3 separate regions of the Sus scrofa genome follow, and all the other regions are linked to region 3. The links are chromatin contacts, called in public HiChIP or PLAC-seq and promoter capture Hi-C maps. All regions are on one chromosome and are shown on one strand. The core of a region is the stretch at or near the end of the contact, and the rest is flanking DNA. Distances in the headings are between cores, read along the strand shown.

What was found. Promoter capture Hi-C pulls out the DNA fragments that hold promoters and counts their contacts. HiChIP or PLAC-seq counts read pairs in DNA pulled down with a chosen protein or histone mark.
Region 1: a contact with region 3 is called in an H3K27ac HiChIP or PLAC-seq map of skeletal muscle. The contact joins the enhancer-like site here to the promoter of TANC1 in region 3. A contact is called at or near these places in 6 of 47 Hi-C or Micro-C datasets (embryonic fibroblasts, fetal heart ventricle, fetal skeletal muscle and 3 more) and 1 of 2 datasets of contacts at active chromatin or transcription factors (skeletal muscle).
Region 2: a promoter capture Hi-C map of liver shows a contact between it and region 3, with 7 times the contacts expected there. The contact joins the enhancer-like site here to the promoter of TANC1 in region 3. A contact is called at or near these places in 1 of 5 promoter capture datasets (liver) and 8 of 47 Hi-C or Micro-C datasets (alveolar macrophages, embryonic fibroblasts, fetal heart ventricle and 3 more).

Annotation. Positions count from the first base shown.
Region 1 is chr15:65,964,847-65,967,546 of Sscrofa11.1, forward strand. The region is part of intron 1 of TANC1 (protein TANC1); the gene reads left to right. Among named protein-coding and RNA genes, the nearest start is that of TANC1, 46 kb to the left of the region's middle. Within about 2 kb of position 1,390, at least 6 of the 83 cell types and tissues checked have an H3K27ac peak or open chromatin away from gene starts, as enhancers often do. A contact at or near this core is called in skeletal muscle, where this site is marked.
Region 2 is chr15:65,855,089-65,857,788 of Sscrofa11.1, forward strand. LOC110256997 (a long non-coding RNA gene) reads left to right here. Exons shown (of 3, transcript XR_002339107.1): 3 at 2,164-2,700. Among named protein-coding and RNA genes, the nearest start is that of DAPL1, 60 kb to the left of the region's middle. Within about 2 kb of position 1,258, at least 12 of the 83 cell types and tissues checked have an H3K27ac peak or open chromatin away from gene starts, as enhancers often do. A contact at or near this core is called in embryonic fibroblasts and liver, where this site is marked.
Region 3 is chr15:65,918,864-65,921,563 of Sscrofa11.1, forward strand. TANC1 (protein TANC1) reads left to right here and starts at 1,305. Exons shown (of 26, transcript XM_021074763.1): 1 at 1,305-1,519.

The DNA of each region.
Region 1 (2,700 bases), core at 140-2,639, 46 kb after region 3:
TATGGAAATGGTTTGGGACTTCTCTTATATGTGTTGATTTATAGCCTGGCAGGACTCTTGTTGTGTGTGTGCATTTTGGATGCTATTATAGAACGGGCCTGGAGATTAAAACCTCCTGTCGCTGTTGCCCGGCATCCCACAGTTCAAAGCTCTAGGACAGAAGTTTGCAGGTATTGGCAGGAAGCTTCCCATTTTGTATATTTTTGAGAGAAAAGAGAGAATGAGGTGTCCATGTGGAGCATTTTATAATGAAGGAAGAACAGCCCGACTGCTGTAGACAGGTATTCAAAGCCTATCCCACCGGCCTCCTAACTGCATTTGCTGCAGATGCATCCCCACGAGGCCTCCAGATTGAGAAGAAGGCCCACTGTTGTTTGTGCTGCACAGCTGTTAAAACAGTTAATTCGGTTTTTCCTAAACCATTGTGGGAAATGCAGTAGTTGGCTTTTGAGAATGTGAACTTATAGTATATTTGGGGTCTTTGGTATCATTAGCAACTTTATTCTAGCAAACAGCAGTGGGCCGAATTTTGTCAGTTCTAGAAATTCATTTCTTTTTTAAAGAAATTGTTCTAGGAGTTCCCGTCGTGGCTCAGTGTTTAACGAATCCAACTAGGAACCATGAGGTTGCGGGTTCGATCCCTGCCCTTGCTCAGTGGGTTAAGGATCTGGCGTTGCTGTGAGCTGTGGTGTAGGTCACAGATGCGGCTCGGATTTGGTGTTGCTATGGCTCTGGCATAGGCCGGTGGCTACAGCTCCAATTCAACCCCTAGCCTGGGAACCTCCATATGCTGCGGGAGTGGCCCAAGAAATGGCAAAAAGACAAAAAAAGGAAAAAGAAGTTGTGCTAAAGTATACATAACAAAATTTACATTTTAACAATTTTCGTTCAGTGGCATTAAGTACATTCAGTGTTGCCCAGTCTTCACTCACCCATCTCCAGGTCTTTTTTATCTTTCCCATGAGAAACTCTGTACCCTTTAAACACCAACTGCCTGTTCTCCACTTCCCCCTGTCTCTCTAACTTCTATTCTCCTTGCTGTCTCTGTGACTTTGCCTCTTTCGGGTACCTCGTATATGTGAAATCGTGTATTTGTCCTTTGTGTCTGTGGGTCCCATAATTCTTGTTCTATCTGAATAGCTTTCACCATATGCCATTTTCTTGTGGATCATAAAATAATTGAGTAGGTAACTTTAGAATACTAAAGCTCTAGGACACAAGTTTGCAACTGACACGCCCTCAGGGGCCAGAGAGTAATAACATCTAATATTTATAGAGCAGTTGCTATGTATGAGGCTCTTGGCAGGTAACGACGCATTTCCCCTCACACCAGCCCTTTGAGGCAAATACTATTAATACCCCGGGTTTGCAGATAGGAAACGCAGAGATGAATTACTTGCCTAAGATAATGACATGGCTGGTTTGTGGCCGACCAGAGAGGTGCCAGCTCAGGAGTCAGCTCCAGGGCCCAAGCTCTTAGGAAGCTGCTGGATTATTCTCAGGTGGAGTGGGCAAAGACAAGTGGGATCCCAGGCCATCGAGGGAGTGAGCTGATGGTGAGGGCTGATCCTCAGCCCCTGCCCCCCCCACCCCCATGTTGGGGTTAATTAGGGAGTAGTGGAGGGTTGTCACAGACTCAACCCTCCACTGTGGGAATGGGGGCTCAAGGCTGCTGGCACGCCCAAGTGTCTAAGAGAAGCTGGAACATTTATGTTTATGGATGACCTCTTAATTTTGGAGTGCTGGCAACCTAACTCAGAAACTACAACAAAGCAGGTGGGCCAGGCAGAGTATCTGTGACCTACTAGTTTGAGACCTTTTTTTTCCTGGAGGTTTCAGGATAACCTTTCGCTTATCCAGACCCTTCAAAGGATAGCCTTTCATTTATCCACCCCTGGGACATGTATCACTTGCCATGGTTTGGACCCAGAGGCAGAGTCTTGCTGGTCTTTGCTTCTCCAGCTGCAACTTTGACATAGCAATTTTGAGTAAATGGGTGCTGAGCCAATGAGTCTTTATAGCACTCATGATTTCCTCCCACATGCTGCCAAGAATTCACCGAAGGTCTAATTCAAAACAAAACAAACCTAGTCAATTTGAAAGGCTTATATTCTTTCATGTAGAGCTTCATAATTTATTGTTTCATTTGGGGGCTCCTTTGACTTAACAGTGCTGATTTAATAAGACTTTAAAGTATTAAAGTAATAGGACTTTCCTTTAGAAAGGCTTACCAAAGAAATTCAAGGCTGTGAACCTTATTTTCATAGCAGCCATCAGCATTTGTGACATGTATCATCATATGCAAACCACCGTGTTGAGGATTTTAAATGCCTTATTCTTTTTTTTATTTTTTATTTTTTTTAATTTTAATTTTATTTTTGGTCTTTTTGCCATTTCTTGGGCTGCTCCCGCGGCATATGGAGGTTCCCAGGCTAGGGGTCCCGTTGGAGCTGTAGCCACCGGCCTACTCCAGAGCCACAGCAACTCGGGATCCAAGCTGCGTCTGCAGCCTATACCACAGCTCACGGCAACGCCGGATCCCTAACCCACTGAGCAAGGCCAGGGATCGAACCCGAAAGCTCATGGTTCCTAGTTGGATTCGTTAACCACTGAGTCCCGACGGGAACTCCTTTATTTTTTATTTTTTTAAAAGTTTTTGCTTTTTAGAGCCACACCTGTGGCATACGGAAGTTCCCTGGC
Region 2 (2,700 bases), core at 8-2,507, 64 kb before region 3:
ATAGGCCAACTGCATAACTGGAAATTCTCCAGATTAACTTCTATAATAAAGAACACAATGTTTATGAGAGGATAAGTAACACAAATGTGTTCATTGCAAATGTGTATGTGTGATTAAAACGAAAAGAAATCAAAGTAGTTGTTTAGAATTTAGACCAAAAAAAAATTTTAGAATTATGTTATCATTCTCAGTGTTTAAAATTGCCAGCTGGGGAGTTCCCGTCATGGCACAGCAGAAACAAATCCTACTAGGAACCATGAGGTTGTGGGTTCCACCATGGCCTCGCTCAGTGGGTTAAGGATCCGGCATTGCCGTGAGCTGTGGTTTATGTCGCAGACACAGCTCGGATCTGGCATTGTTGTGGCTGTGGTATATAGCCTGGCAGCTGTAGCTCCAATTAGACCCCTAGTCTGGGAACCTCCATAGGCCACAGGTGCAGCCCTAAAAAGCAAAATAAAATAAAATAAAATAAAATAAAATAAAATAGCCAGCTAATGGTGATAATAAAAAGCAGGCCATTTTGAAGTTGGTTGTATTGTTTTAAAATTCTCTTTAAATGGTGTATCTTTTATGTGTACCAAGGAAAGATTGTTCCCACTGCCCTTCCACCTCCTAAGGTCACCCAGAGTTGGAGACTGGGGGATAAGAGAGGCTTGAGTAAGGCTGTGATGTACTCATGTAGCAGGATTTCCTCTTAAACAGACCACCAGGGAAGGAGACCCTATACCTGGCTGGAGAATATTCTGGTTAATCTAAGATTTTGTGTTAATTCAGAACCCCTTGCTTGTGATTGGGTTGAAATGATAGCTCAAGAGCTGTCGTGAGGCTTTCAAAGACATCAGTGTACTCCAAACATTGTCTATAGCTAAGACTTGTAAATTATTAATAAATCACACACATTTATGTATATATGTATCTATGTGAACATATAGGTACATATAACTATACATTGGAAACAGGATGATGCATACACACAAACACACACATATACACACACGTATGCATGCATATCTTATCTGCATGTATATCTATACTCTTGACATTAATAAAAATATATCCACATAAAGAGGTACTTAATTCATAGTAGCTTTTTGTCTTTACGTATTTTTCTTAGTCAGAAAATACTGAAAGTACAAATACTATCAATTCATGTTCATGACTTACATTTATGTTTCAAAGGAATCCTCTTAACAGACCTCATTCTATTTCTTTGTCATCAAATTGCCGTATCATCAGAATTTTCTATGAACCACTAGAGGGTAGTATAAACCAGCAAAAAAATCCAACCATCCAGCTGGCTGCAAAATAATCCTGAGACTACCTAAGCAATGAAGGGCAGCCATTTCCTTAGAATAACCGATTAAGGCCAGGCAATTCGGATCCCATCTTTTCAGAGTTCAAAATGAAAATACTTGTATTAACTCCTATAAGAAATATGTATATTCTAACCAGTAGAACAAACTTAGACATTAAGTGCTCAAAGTCTAGGATCAGAGTGACAGGGTTTAAATCTGACCTCCACCCTTGATAGCAGTGTCACCTTGGGCAAGTTTTTTACCACTTTATTTCCTTATCTGCAAAGTGATAATAATAGCACAGAACAGTGCTGCCTAGCACACGGTGGGCATGCTCCATAATGTTAGCTTTTATCAGAGGTTAAGCTCTCAGGCTCTGGATTTACACTGCCTGGATTCAAATACTAGATCTACCAAGCTAAATAAATAACTCCGTAACTTTGGGCAAATTATTTTTCTCAACCTCGGTGTCCTCATCTATAAAATGGGGCTAATAATAATACCAACTCCAAGATAGGCACATCGACACTTGATACCGTGCCTGGCACAGAGTAAAATGTAATATATGCTGATTGTTAGTATGATTTTTAATATTCTTTTTATAATTCTAATGATATTATTATTAGACATGTGATGAAAAATTTAGCACTGATGTTTGTACATATTTGAGAAATAGCAACATGGAGTACATTTCCTGATGCTTGTTGAAGCGAGGCAGGCTCCTGACCACAGACGACTCACCACTGTTTTAAACTTTCGCCTCTACCAGAAAACTAAATGGAAGGTTGTGCAATGAGGTGGAGAATTTGAACTTTGTCAACAATGTGCCCAATGCATGCCTCTTTAAAACTTGCTTTCTTTTTGGAAGGAGCTGCTTTCTTTGGATCATCCAAAAACTTTGAGTTTCTGCTCTGAGACTGCACACAAGGTATCAGCCCTCGTGTATTTCTGGAGAGACTTTAACAGATCAAAGGGAGCGTCTGCTTTCTCCCCAAGCACATGTCTGCCGGGAGCCCTGCTTGTTGTGGAGCAAAGATGGCTCAGCTCTGGCAGCCCAGTTTATATCCTTCTGACTCTGTGGAGAAACTTGCCTTTTTAAAAAAAAAAATCAAACTTCAGAAGGATCCAAAAACATCATCAGTCATTGTAAAAAGGGTTTTATTATATCTGCCAGAAGAGTTTGATGGTGTTGGACTGTTGATTAGTATGTCGTCTCCTTTAGTAATCCAAAAAAAAGTTGTTAATATTGGCAACAAAAACGAATTGGTTTCACGAGCTTACCAGCAGTTTTGGAGGATTTATAGTTTGTCAGAATGAACCAAGAAGGCAAACTGCTTTGGCTGGGCTGCAATCCCCAAGTTGCCAGCCAATCTGATCAATTTGGGACAGTGAATTGACTTCCCTG
Region 3 (2,700 bases), core at 55-2,554:
TGCTTTGTTTCAGGACGACTTCAAGGCTGCTGATATGTTTACTGTTCAAATATCAGGACAGTAATAATCAAGCCTTTAAAACTGTGGGTGAAAAAGCCAGCAAATTTCAGTCATCTTTTATTTATGTAAAGAGATTGTATGTCATTTTACTTCCTGTCCCTTTTCACAGGAACTTTACATATGGACTCTCCTCTTACTAGGAATCTTTATATTGGGAAGCTCTGCGTGAGGTTGAAGTTTTTATGGGGGAACTTGATTAAAACACAGTTGTCTTTAAAGGCGGGTTTGCCACATAAGGTTAGGGGTTGCCAATAAATCCATTTATAGCAACTTCTGTATTCCCTGCTCCAGACACATTATCTGGGTGACCGGTGCACGATTCCCACAGGCCATGCAAGGCAGCAACAGTCTTAGCTGATCCCTCCGTGACCAAGGCTGATTTAAAGGGCTTCGGGTGTGGACTGGGCCGAGCCCCCCAGCCTGAATTGCTTGCCTGGGATCTTGGGGGGACTCCAGAATCTTTGGGCCCTATCCTGGTTTTCCTCTGCTAGGGTATAACAATACATTTTAGAAACTTGGTAATTTAATTTACTGCTGCCAACCGAAACAATAATAGCATCTTTGTGTTTCTCCTACCTCCATACCTCCCTCCTCCCGCCGATACAAGCACGATGTTGGCCCTGCGTAAATACAGCACAGAACAACACAGGGCCACCCCAGAGCGATTGGAGGCTCTGGGACCTGGTCCCAGGGGCGCAGGAGGCAATCACGGGCTCCTGAAAGTCCCTAATTCGCATTTGGGAAAGAAAAAGACACAGCAGGCGAGATGCCCCTTACACCTTCCATCTGCCTGAACTCAATCTTGCTCCAGAAAGTGAATGTTTGAGCGCGCGCGCGCACGTGTGTGTGGTGTGTAGTTAAGTGAGGCAGAGAAAATTCAAGAAAGCCACACAAGTCACCCTAAAGCATCCACCAAAATTTCAGCTTGGTTAATTGCTCCCATATGTCCTCCTCCGCTGCTTTCAAAAAGCAGCAAGGAGGGGGGAGGCCGGGCCACTTCACTGATTTGTAGAGGTTGAAAAAAAGATTATCACCCATCTTGATCCAATCCTGGAGGGGCCTAAGCGAAGCATCGGGGGCCTAGCCCCACTGGGGGAAGGTCGGGGGTGGGGGGACCCTATAGAAAGTTCGCGCACCGCACCCCAGCGGGTCCCAGGAGCTGCCGCAGCCCAGGGCTGGGAGGGGCGCGGGAGGCGCGGCCCGGGCGGGCGCGCGAGAGGAAGGTGCCTTCGGGAACACGCGCAAGGGCGGGGATTCGCGCTGCCAATGAGGCCCGGCTGTGGGCTGTGCGAGGAGGGGGGACGGGCGGGAGCGCAGCCTTAGCTGTGGCAGCTGCGGGAGCAGCGGCCGCCTTGGGAGTCGGAGGAGAGGTAGCCGCGGAGCGCAGAGCTGGCCGCGCCCCGAGGCCCGGCCCTGGGGGTGGGGAGCAGCGCGGAGGAGCTGGAAACTTTCCCTGCAGGTAACTCCCGCCGCTCTGGCGCCGCCGCCGGGCTCCGCGCGTCCGGGGCAGGACCAGCTGCTGCAGTGCAGAGGGGAGCTGGGGGTCCCGGGAAGAGGAGAGGGTGATGGGGAGAGTGGAAAGGCATGTGGGAAAGTTTCTGGAGCCTCCCTGCCCCCCTTCGCTGGGCACACCCGGGAGCTTTCCGGGGATAGGCACGGACATGTTGGGCGCTCCGGGCCTTGGTCCTGGCGTCTCTGGAGAATCGGTGCCTTCTTTTAGCTTCCCCACTGCGACGGACCGAGCGGGCCCCGGGTGGAGCTGGGGTTCGGGGGCACTGGGAACGCGCGGCGGCACGCTCGAGTTTCGGGATCACCCCCGCCCGGCGCGTCTCCGCGCCCCCCTTCCCGCCTCCTCTGTAGCCTCTGGGCTTGGCAAGGGCCTGGCTGCGCCTGGTACCTGGGGCAGGAGAGGCGGGGGAGAGGTGCGCCTGCCACCGTGGGGTCCAGGGCGCCCCGGGAGTGTAGGTGAGCGCGGGTCGCGAAGTTGACGCGTGAACTTAAACCCCAGCAGAGTTGAAAGTATTGCTTCGCTTCCAAGAACATTGCGATGAGTATATCCACGTTTTTTGGGGGAAGGGGTAGGTGAATTAGGATTAGAGATTGAAGGAGAGTTGGAATTGTATTAAGGTTATGTACCCTCCCGTTCTTGGAGAGTGAAGCGTGCTTACTTCTTTTGGGAAACATATATCGGGGGCAAGTTCTTCCTGCAGGACTTTGGGGTGCGGGCGCGCCACGTTGTGGGTGTGAGGGGCTCCCGGCTTTGGCGCTGGAGCTTTCCGGAACGGCTGGCGAGGAAGGAAGCCCTAAGGCATTGTGTGCGGTGTTTGCCGACAGAGACGTCGCTAGACCGGCGTTCTCAAAACTTACTTCACTTATTGTGTGAGGCTCCGGGAGGAAATGCGGCGGTGGCCAGGTAGAAATACGGCGCTGCGCCCGGGGGTTCGGAGGTCACCCGGCTCCGTGACAGTCTTTCCCGTACCAACTCCCTCCAGCCCACCCTTGGCAGCCCCAGATCCCGGTGCCTCGAGGGATGGTACTCGTCTCGGTAGCGCCCTTCCTTGCTGGAATAAACTCGGGGAGGTTAGGAGGGCACCTTCATCTTGAACTTGACCCTAGAAGAATCGAAGTCTGGGAAGGTTG